Linked DNA regions of Mus musculus: region 1 is linked to region 2. The links are chromatin contacts, called in public promoter capture Hi-C maps. All regions are on one chromosome and are shown on one strand. Each heading gives the region's core, a stretch centred on a gene start, on an enhancer-like site or on the middle of the called end of the contact. The rest is flanking DNA. Distances are from core to core; before and after follow the strand shown. Region 1 holds the start of Mre11a (MRE11A homolog A, double strand break repair nuclease). Region 2 holds the start of Aasdhppt (aminoadipate-semialdehyde dehydrogenase-phosphopantetheinyl transferase).

What was found. Promoter capture Hi-C pulls out the DNA fragments that hold promoters and counts their contacts.
Region 1: a contact with region 2 is called in a promoter capture Hi-C map of pre-B cells, with 2.9 times the contacts expected there. The contact joins the promoter of Mre11a here to the promoter of Aasdhppt in region 2. A contact is called at or near these places in 2 of 39 promoter capture datasets (liver and pre-B cells).

What each region holds. Positions count from the first base shown.
Region 1 is chr9:14,781,401-14,786,071 of GRCm38.p6, reverse strand. Mre11a (MRE11A homolog A, double strand break repair nuclease) reads right to left here and starts at 1,418. Exons shown (of 20, transcript NM_018736.3): 1 at 1,315-1,418; 2 at 544-641. The coding sequence starts at 563. Ankrd49 (ankyrin repeat domain 49) reads left to right here and starts at 1,499. Exons shown (of 3, transcript NM_019683.4): 1 at 1,499-1,552; 2 at 3,110-3,457; 3 at 4,461-4,671. The coding sequence starts at 3,203.
Region 2 is chr9:4,307,015-4,312,017 of GRCm38.p6, reverse strand. Aasdhppt (aminoadipate-semialdehyde dehydrogenase-phosphopantetheinyl transferase) reads left to right here and starts at 2,524. Exons shown (of 6, transcript NM_026276.3): 1 at 2,524-2,764; 2 at 3,099-3,324. The coding sequence starts at 2,582. Kbtbd3 (kelch repeat and BTB (POZ) domain containing 3) reads right to left here and starts at 2,275. Exons shown (of 3, transcript NM_001164574.1): 1 at 2,084-2,275.

The sequences.
Region 1 (4,671 bases), core at 169-2,668, about 10 Mb before region 2:
TTCTCAGCTCCCACAGCTGTACCCTTCCACTCTCATTCAGACCTCAAAATTAACTGGAAAGGAGTATTATTAGTCTAGTTATGCAAATGAAAATAAAACCAGGCAAGCCAGAGAACTGCTGATCTTCCTAACATTAAACAGCTAATTTTGACCAAGAACTTGAAACCAGAGTGGAAGACACCACTCGTGTTCAAGGATTTTCTTCTGCCACCTGACTTCTATAGTCCTTTTATTTCTTTCCATTTTGTTCAAATTCACTTCAACTAGGGTAACTTACTCTAAAGGACTATTTATAGACTCGAGACTAAGACAAAGCCAGAGAGCATGAGCCTCCCTGCATGGCCATGTAATTACTGCAACACATTCATCTATTGCTCCACCTCATTATTTATTTATTTATTGCTAATAAGCATAAGTATGTGCTTTTAATTATGCATGACAGACGTTTTGGGGGATACTCTATCCATTATTAAATTCTGTTGCTGTTTATATTAAAATATCACTTTTCTCGTAAGGTCATCACAATTAATATGTCAGGCTTACAGTGGATCTGTGGGGCTCATTTTTATAGTAGAGTTCCTCTGTACCAGGTTCCTCTCCAAGTGTTCAGGTATGTCAGAAAAACCACTCGAATCCAAACTCTAAAAATAAATACCAAAATGCACATATTATAAAGGTTGCACATATTTCACTAACATGAGCTCAGTTGCAGGGTAGACTTTTTGAACAAGCGCTAGTGATTTTGAGAAAGTCCTATGTACGTCTTCAACACTTACTATAATTGTTTCATGACCTAAGAACAGAAAGCCACATCCTGAAGTGAAGTCCTAATTGCACTATCACTACTATTTCTCTACTATCTTCTTCATGAGATTGGTGTGTAGTAAACCCCTGGACAGGAAAAATGAAACGTAACTTTCTACGTGCATAATTTAAGCTGCTCCGCGCAGGACTTTGAATCAGAGGCCACCCCATACTCTTAACACTAACATGGGTTTTATGGGGCAGCCCACATTTAAAGACAGAATAAATAACCAACACATGGTCTAAGTGGAACACCTCGCATCCCCAGCTCGGCGAAGGCGGCGCTGCCACTACAGGAGACCTCCCACCCGCGGGACTCCGAGGCGGACTCCGAGGCGGAACGCAGAGCCCGCATCCCTCCATGCCCACCCGGCCCGTCTTCCCTAACGGCCCCACGCACTCGGGGCTTCCGTTCGCCCCGGACCCGCACGCTACAAGACCGTAGCAAAGCCTAAGTTACCCAACATGGACTTGTCAGAGTCGACCAGGGAGGCCACAAGCCATCTCTACCTCAGGAAAAGGGGGCGGGAGTCTCCAGAACCACAAGAAAACCGCTCCCAGAAACCTGAATTAGGCGCGGGAGAGCGGCATCCGTACTTCTCGCGAGATCCATTGATGACGTGACATCACAGAATGTCTAGATTCTCATTGGCTACAGAATGGCTCCGTCACCTCACAGGAGCCAATCCTGAGCAGCGAAGGGGCGAACCCGGAAAGGAAGTTCTCGGTGAGGTTCTCTCTGTGAAAGGTGAGGCGCGTGTCCGGAGCGGTGGGGCGGGCGGCTGTGGGCGGCCGGCCACCTCGCAGGTAGCATCGTGGCAGAGTCTTCGCTTTGCGATTCGGAAGGCCTCGCCTGCTAGACCAAAGACCTTTCTTCCCTGCTTCCCCTGACGATCGCCCCAGAAGCCTCGGTTTTGTGTTTTCAGAGAACCTTGAAGAAAGTGCAGTAGAAATGATTTGGAGCCTTGAGTTAGAGCAGACCCCCTCAGGACCTCAGAAGGGCCCGTGTACCGCAGCGACAGTGATCTGTCAGTACCCGAGCGCAGGCCTCTGAAATGGGGGGCTCCACCCAATGAGATGAGAACTGGAACAGTTGCTATCTCTCTCAAAATGGAGGGTTCCCTTTAAATTAGGAAATGCATCCTATTCCTCCATAATAGTATGCATCGAGCTTTATACCCAGAGTCGAGATACATTTGGGTTTGATTTTTTAATTAAGCATACCAAGACAATAAGTTAAGAATTAATATGAAGGAGTTTTCAGGTGTGGGAAGGGGGGCTGCGATCTGTGCCATATTTTGGTTAGTGACATCTGTTAAGCGCTTAATGAATTGGTGTATAGTAGCTTTTTAAAAAATGAGTTTGAAGTGAAAGGAAATATTGAAAATGTTAAGAAAATAGTTCTGATAGTTCTTTTAAAAAAGAAAAAAGAAAAACACAATGCTGCCAAAACCTTAACAAATCCCTTAATGGAGTTTATAGGCCCTAAGAAGTCATTGGTCATGATTCTGATACTCTTGTCACTAGTGATGAAGCTTAATTGGACAATGGAATATTAAACTTGAAATTAAGTAGAACAAATCTATGAGGAGTGTGTATAACTAAGTTCCTCTTAGAGGCCATTCAGAGCAAGATTAAATGATAGGTCTTAAGTTTAATGATACAAATAGTTCTTAATGCAGGTTACATACAAATGGCATAATAATCTGTGTTAAAGATGGCCTATCCTTAAAAGCTTAATAGCAAAACAATATAAGACATAGCACCTGAAATAATAAACATTAGATTCTAATTGGGTCAACAGAAAGAAGTGGTAACACTAACAATAGCAACAAAAAACTGCCAAATTCAACAAATATGGTTAAAAGATTGATGGTTTTCAAAGTAACTTCTCATTTTCTTTAAGGCTTATGTGCTAGGTAACTCTTGAAGTTGATGTCAGTGTATAAATTAATATGGCAGTTTATCAGAAGACTAATCTTTTAGGACTGGGTGAACTATGGTCCTCCTGTGTACTCACTGTCAGGACTCCATCAGTTTTAACATACCTAAATTAATAGATTAAAATTAAGATAGTTGTAGCCATTTACTTAGTAGAAGAAAGCATTTCTAAAAGGTAAAGACTATAAATGATCATAGATAGCAGAAATCTCTGAAATCTTATATTTAGTAAACTTAATGGATATGAGAAAACACCAAAGCCTTATGACATAGAATTTATCTGGCTTGTTTGTAAGGTTGTATCCGTGCTGTTAATAATATCTAGTTACTGCTGTGCTAACAACTGTTGTGTTTGTGTTTTCAGGTTAGAAAGAATCAAACAATGCAGACATAATTCATCTCCTTAAAGATTGCGCCCTAGTACTTGAAATGCTTTTTATTTAAAAGAGTAGTAAAAATGGAAAAAGAAAAAAAGGATGATGAAAAACCAGACCTGGAAAACTCTGTGGACTTTTCTGAACAGTTTAACCAGCTTGAATTGTTGAAAACTCATGGACACCTGATTCCCACTGGTACTCAGAGTCTCTGGGTAGGCAATTCTGATGAAGATGAAGAGCAAGAGGAAAAAAACGAAGAGTGGTACCAATTGCAAGAAAAAAAGATGGAAAAAGATCCAAGCAAATTGCTTCTTTGGGCTGCTGAAAAAAATCGGGTAAAAAAAAGAAACCATTACATAGTTGGAAAAGCATTTGGTTTGGAGCCCAAAGACCTACTCCTAAACATCTTATCTTTACCTTTTGGCACATTCCAACATTTTTGACCCTTTAATTTCTTGTCTTTAAAAATGGTAGCTTAATATTTTTCTCATTTATAGGAGTGCCACATGAAGTAGTGTATATGAAAGTGCACATTATGTTATAAGCTGGCTCTAGATGTTTGGGGGTAATTATAAACAGTCCTCTAATTAAATTACTAGGATCCTTCTACACGTCAGCATTACTGAGAACAAGTAAGATGGAGACTAACTTAGCTGCAACTCCACCAAGTGTCTTACTGCACTTGTTTACTCCCCACAGTCTTGCGAGGAGGCAAATGTCATCCAAAACACTCTCAGACTCAGTTCTTCCCACTTGACCATTTGTACTTAACTTTACTAAGTTCTCCCATATCCATGTTAGTAAGTCAAAACCAGAAGTGTTTTGCAGTGTATGATAGCTTTTCAATCCCAGAGCACAGTGTCCTCTGTCTGGTCCATAGACCAGCCCAGACATGGTGCACAGCAACATGAGAAGAAGATGTGCTCCTTAGTCTCTAGCTGGCTTCAACATCGCTTTATTCTGCTGTTAAAAGTAGTTTCATTTTTTATTTTCTGGTTCATATACCATGTCTATTGATACAATCTGATACAGGAAAATTAGGCTTGCTTTAGAGATGACATATAAACTATATAGATAAGCCCTTTGTTCATCTAGGGCCCAGGTATGGGACAGTAGGCATTTATTAGAGTAGGATAATGTGATAGCTTAGGGTGATAATCAGAGAATCAGATTCCCGCGTTGCTCCTGAGTGTAATGAGCTTTAACTTGCTCACTATTAATCAGTTACCCTCCTCCCCTAAAAGGGAATCTTAAAGTCTAAAGCCACTGGATGGTGTAATTATCTTTGTTCATTGTCTTTTTCAAGTTGAACGTTTAAAGTTCTCTTTTTTCCAATAGCTTGCTACAGTGCAGAGACTACTCTCTGAGAAGGCCGCTGAAGTGAACACTAGGGATGAAGATGAGTATACCCCTCTTCACCGAGCAGCCTACAGTGGGCATATAGATGTTGTTCGTGAGCTGGTGGCTAAGGGGGCAGATGTTCATGCAGTGACTGTGGATGGCTGGACACCACTGCATAGTGCTTGTAAGTGGAATAATACCAAGGTGG
Region 2 (5,003 bases), core at 1,275-3,774:
AAATCCTCTAGCTACTTATACAAATCAAAAACTATTATTATCTCTATTTTATAGATGGGGAAATAAGTACTTTGCACAAGGTCACATACAATGAGTAAGTGGGAAGCTGGTATGTAAACTCAAATACTCTGACTCTGGAGGGCTTGCCCTCATCCATTACAATACTAATCTTTTTGAGGATGTATTGTTGACACCTAAATGATGAGAAGGTAAATCAACAGAGAAATTATATAAAGCCCTCAAATGAAAAAGGAGTCTTTTGGTTTTAAAAAGTTAGAGGTAGCCATTACTGTCCACAGAAGACAGAGATGCAGAAAACAAGTAAAGGACCTATGATTCTAAAGTCAAGAACCATTAACTTCTAATGTGGCAGTAATTTGATGTTCCAGTTTTAGAATATATTTGTAGCTCATAAGTGACATAAGTTGAAAGAAGGTTATTTGTTGGAACATTTAGAGTAATTATTGTGGAAGGTACTATTTTAAACCCAGGACAGTGCATAACTAGACATGAGGGTTTTGGTTTTTTTTGTTTTTAATTTACTTATTTTATGTAAATGAATGCTCTATCTGTATGTACACCTGCATGCCAGAAGAGGGCATCATCAGATCCCAGGGTAGATGGTTGTAAGCCGTCATGTGGTTGCTTGGAATTGAACTCAAGCCCTCTGGAAGAGCAGACAGTTCTCTTAACAGCTGAGCTATCTCTACACCCCACTAGACACGAGTTTTAATACGAAGTTGCATCTCCAGCTCAGTGACATGGCAAAAAGCAAATATGGTCCATCCCTCTGGAGTGATTGCTAGAATGGCCATCATCTTCTGTCTGTCTGTCACTGGCATACACATTAGAAATTTCTCCTTCTCTGTTAGACACTTAGCATAACATGCAATTCCAGTACTCTTATCTTTAAATACATATCAAACAACAACAACAAAAAAATCCCCATCTCTTGACTTCCTATTCTCCCCTAGGCACCACTGTAATTTTCTACTCCTTATCCAGGATAACAAGCTTGACAATACTCTTTTGGTACCATTACGTCCAGTCATCATGAACCTAGTCATGTTCCTCTTTTGTCCTACTTGAACTGCTCTGGCCCACGTCACCACACTATCATCAAAAACACGGGGAAAGACACTATAACAGGATTCTTAGCTACATAGGATGAAAAACAGAACTTGAATTATTATAATTACTGATAAGGGTATTAGTGCTTGCTGTCTTTATTCATCCCCACATTGCTTACTGTAGCTTTTTCTGTGTGCTTCAGATACCTTGTCACATTATGAGGTCTTTGCAATATTCACATCTTAAATAGCACCTCACTCACTCTTTTAACAGATAAGGGGTTATATCAAGATAGCAATGTCTGTGTGTGAGTGACTCAAACTGCCATGTAGCTGCAGAAGACTCGAGGGGTGTGTAATATCACAAAAAATGTTAATGGGAATAAGTACAGATCAGACTATACCCATCTCTAGGAATACAGAACTAATGGACAGTGGTTGTGTAGATTAGATTATTGCTAGCTTTCCCAGATACTTTCTGGCCACCTTAGAAAGGTTGAATCAGCATGACACCTATCTACCATCATCCACGAAATCCACATTCATCTGCAGAGACCAACTTTTCCATGGACCCTAACTCGTCCTCGACTTTGTTCAAATGGATGTTCACAGAAGAGCACCGACATCCATCTACACAAGCAACCAAGGAAACAGAAATGCACTGGTGTGACGGCAGGAAGAACAGCATGAGGCATCAAGGTGCGCAGAACCCTTGAGGGGCACAGCAAAGCTTAGAGGGCTTGCACCACCGATTCTGTTCTCGGTTGGCCCGGGGTAGACAGGGAGGTCTGCGGAGGGCCCATTGGCAAACGAAGGGAAGGGTCACCTCCCTGCCGGCTGCCATATAGAACTCCCTGTGCAGAAGGCTCCTCGCTGCGGACCTTTCCTTTCCGGAGCGCTCACGAGATGCACCACAACCGAGAGTAGTAGGAGCCTTGCCTCCAACAGCCAGATTCAAGCCGGTCCAAGCCGGTCCAAGCCCACTCCTCCCTCAAACCGCACAGCTCACCCACCTGCAACTGCAGTCGGTGAAGTCTCCACCCAGGCCCAGCCTGTAAACTCCGGCTGCGATTGGCTTGTGCGACTGTCTCGTTAGCTCTTTCTCCAGAGTGAGCAGCTAAAACGGTTCTGAGAAACTCTGGTCCCGCCCTTTCCGAGGAGAGCGAGCTAAGCTCACAAGACGTCACGCCGTGCCGCAGAGCTCTGGGTTGACTCTGAATCTCCGCCCCAAACCGCCCTGCCGGCTTCCGTAGGAGACGTACAGGTTGGGGGCGAAGCTGCGTCAGGCCACGCCCCCACGCTCAACCCTGAACTAAAGGTGGGGGTGGGGGGGTCTGTGAAACTTCTAAGCCGGGCGTCCAGCTACTTCGCACAGACGCCTGAAAAGGGGTGGAGCCTGGTAACGTCTGTTGCGAGGTGCTGCCCCTTTGCGCAGACTCCGGAGCGACGGGGCGTGGCTACGTCAGCGTCTGCTCTACCTGGCTTGAGGATCAGCGGACCGAGCCGGTCGTATGGTGTTCCCCGCTAAGAGGCTGTGCGTGGTGCCATCCATGGAGGGCGTTCGTTGGGCATTCTCCTGCGGTACCTGGCTGCCAAGTCGAGCCGAATGGCTTCTGGCGATGCGGTCTATCCAGCCGGAGGAGAAGGAGCGCATCGGCAAGTTCGTGTTTGCCCGCGACGCCAAGGCAGCCTTGGTACTTGAGGCCTGCGACTTTTGGGAGGCGGGCCGGGCTGCGGACTCCCACGTGCGCTCGTGGCGTTGCGGTCTCGGAGCCTCCGGAGTGCGTGCGACCGTCTTCAGCCTTCGTATCCCGGAGGCCTGGGTCACTCACATCTAGTCTTCCCTTGTGAGGTTGCCTGTGGAGACCCTTACCCTAAAATTGGAGGCGGGGCCTATGGAGTAATCGTCTGTTTACTAATGAATGTGTTTATACTTTGAAACTTAGAAGCCATAAATATACTTTCTAAGCAGTGTACTTATGCGATTAGTAGATAGCAATACACACCGTGTGTTTTATGTCTGAACAGGCTGGTCGTTTGATGATAAGGAAATTAGTTGCAGAGAAATTGAATATCCCTTGGGATCATATCCGTCTGCAGAGAACTTCAAAGGGAAAGCCGGTTCTTGCGAAAGACTCGTTGAATCCATATCCCAATTTCAACTTTAACATCTCTCACCAAGGGGACTATGCAGTTCTTGCTGCAGAACCTGAGGTACAGGTTGGCATTGATATCATGAAGACTAGTTTTCCAGGTGATGGTTCACTTTTATGACATATTAAGTGTTTTATGTCTCAGATCTTAACTATTAGGCAGTTGTAAGTTTACTGGCAGTACTTAATTTACTGATAAAACATTTAACCAAAAAGGATGCATTTCCTTTAACTTTTATCTATAGAGACAGTAGATTCTATATTACTGTACCTTTTAACCCCTTTAAATTGTTAGCTACATTTTCTTTAGGTATCATCATTTTTCTAAGTATTTTTGTTTTTTTCTTGTTACAAAATAAGCGAGGCTGAATTACAAAGATGAGCTTCTTTAAGCTCATTGTTCTGAGTTCAAGGAAACCCTTGAGGACTGGGATAATAAGTTTATTAATGAAGGTGGTACCCGCTATGGCCTTGCAGTGCTCTTGTATTGGCAATTAAGCTTCAGCATGAATTTTTAAGAAGCCTTTTTGAAGCACAGCTCCAATGAAAGGACTTAATGGTATTGTTGAAGGCTTGTTCTAAAGTAACTGCTACTGTAGAGGAGTCAGGCTTATTTTTGTGAATAGTCCACATGGGTTTGTAGCTCTGGGGAAGCTTCATAGGAGCTTTTTCTGTAACTAGAAGTTAGTGGAGAGGCCATTAGACACTTAGAAAAAAGATAGATAGCACAGTTAGTGCCTATCTGGAAATAAACAGATTTTACAACCCATTTTGTGAGGGGTTGACTGTGGTCAGTACTGAATAAGGAAGTCATTATTAATTGACGTTTTAAATAGTAGGAAAGTATTAAGCAGATATTGAAGATTCTGTCTCTTGTTAATACTTTATTAATCCTTTGACACCCATCAATTTTGATTATAACCGTTTCCTTTTATAGTTTAACTGGCTCAAAGCTTATTATGTTCCAATAACACAGAGGAAGAGATCCATTCAGTTGGCACTAGTGTTGTGTCATTACCATTCCACTCATTTTCAAATTGTGATTGGGTGCTTCTTTTCTTAGTGATGATGAGAAGTAAATACCTGTTTGCTGCACTGGCAATTTATTAGACCAGAATAAGTGAGGTAGTTCATCAAGGAATATTCTTCAGTCTTGGTGAATGATGAAGTTATAATTTTTGATAGAAGGGGAAACCTACTCTGTACTACACATTGACAATTCCTGAGACAGAGTCAGCATAGAGGAGTGTTATTAGCATATCGAAGGAGACAATTCTCTTACCCACATTCTGTGTGTGTGTGTCCATAAGAAATATTACATAGGAGTGTTAATTCCCATATTACTTAGCCATGTTGGCTAAGTACTGTTCATTTCCCAATAGATTTAACTGTGGGATCTTAGCACAAGTTGTCAGTAGTATACATTTCTGATCAAGTATTTTTCTCATTTCTTAAGCTTTATTTACAGTTAAAGATGTTTACAGTTTTAGGTGAAGTAAAGGTATAGTTTAATGATTCAATTTAACAGTATTTACAAAATAACCATGAACAGTATAAAAATATTTAAGTTCAGGAAATAGTAAGAATTCTATTTGCATGATTTTGCAATTTCATATTTGTTTTTCTATTATAAAATATTTTAGATAGTAATTGCCACAATAAAAATAACTTTAAAATATTTTGAGAAACAATTCTAATTTTAATTAACTCAAGTAATTTAAAATGAGTGTTATTAGGTATACTGAAAAGCTTCTGTATTCCCAGCACTTTGGAAGTAGAA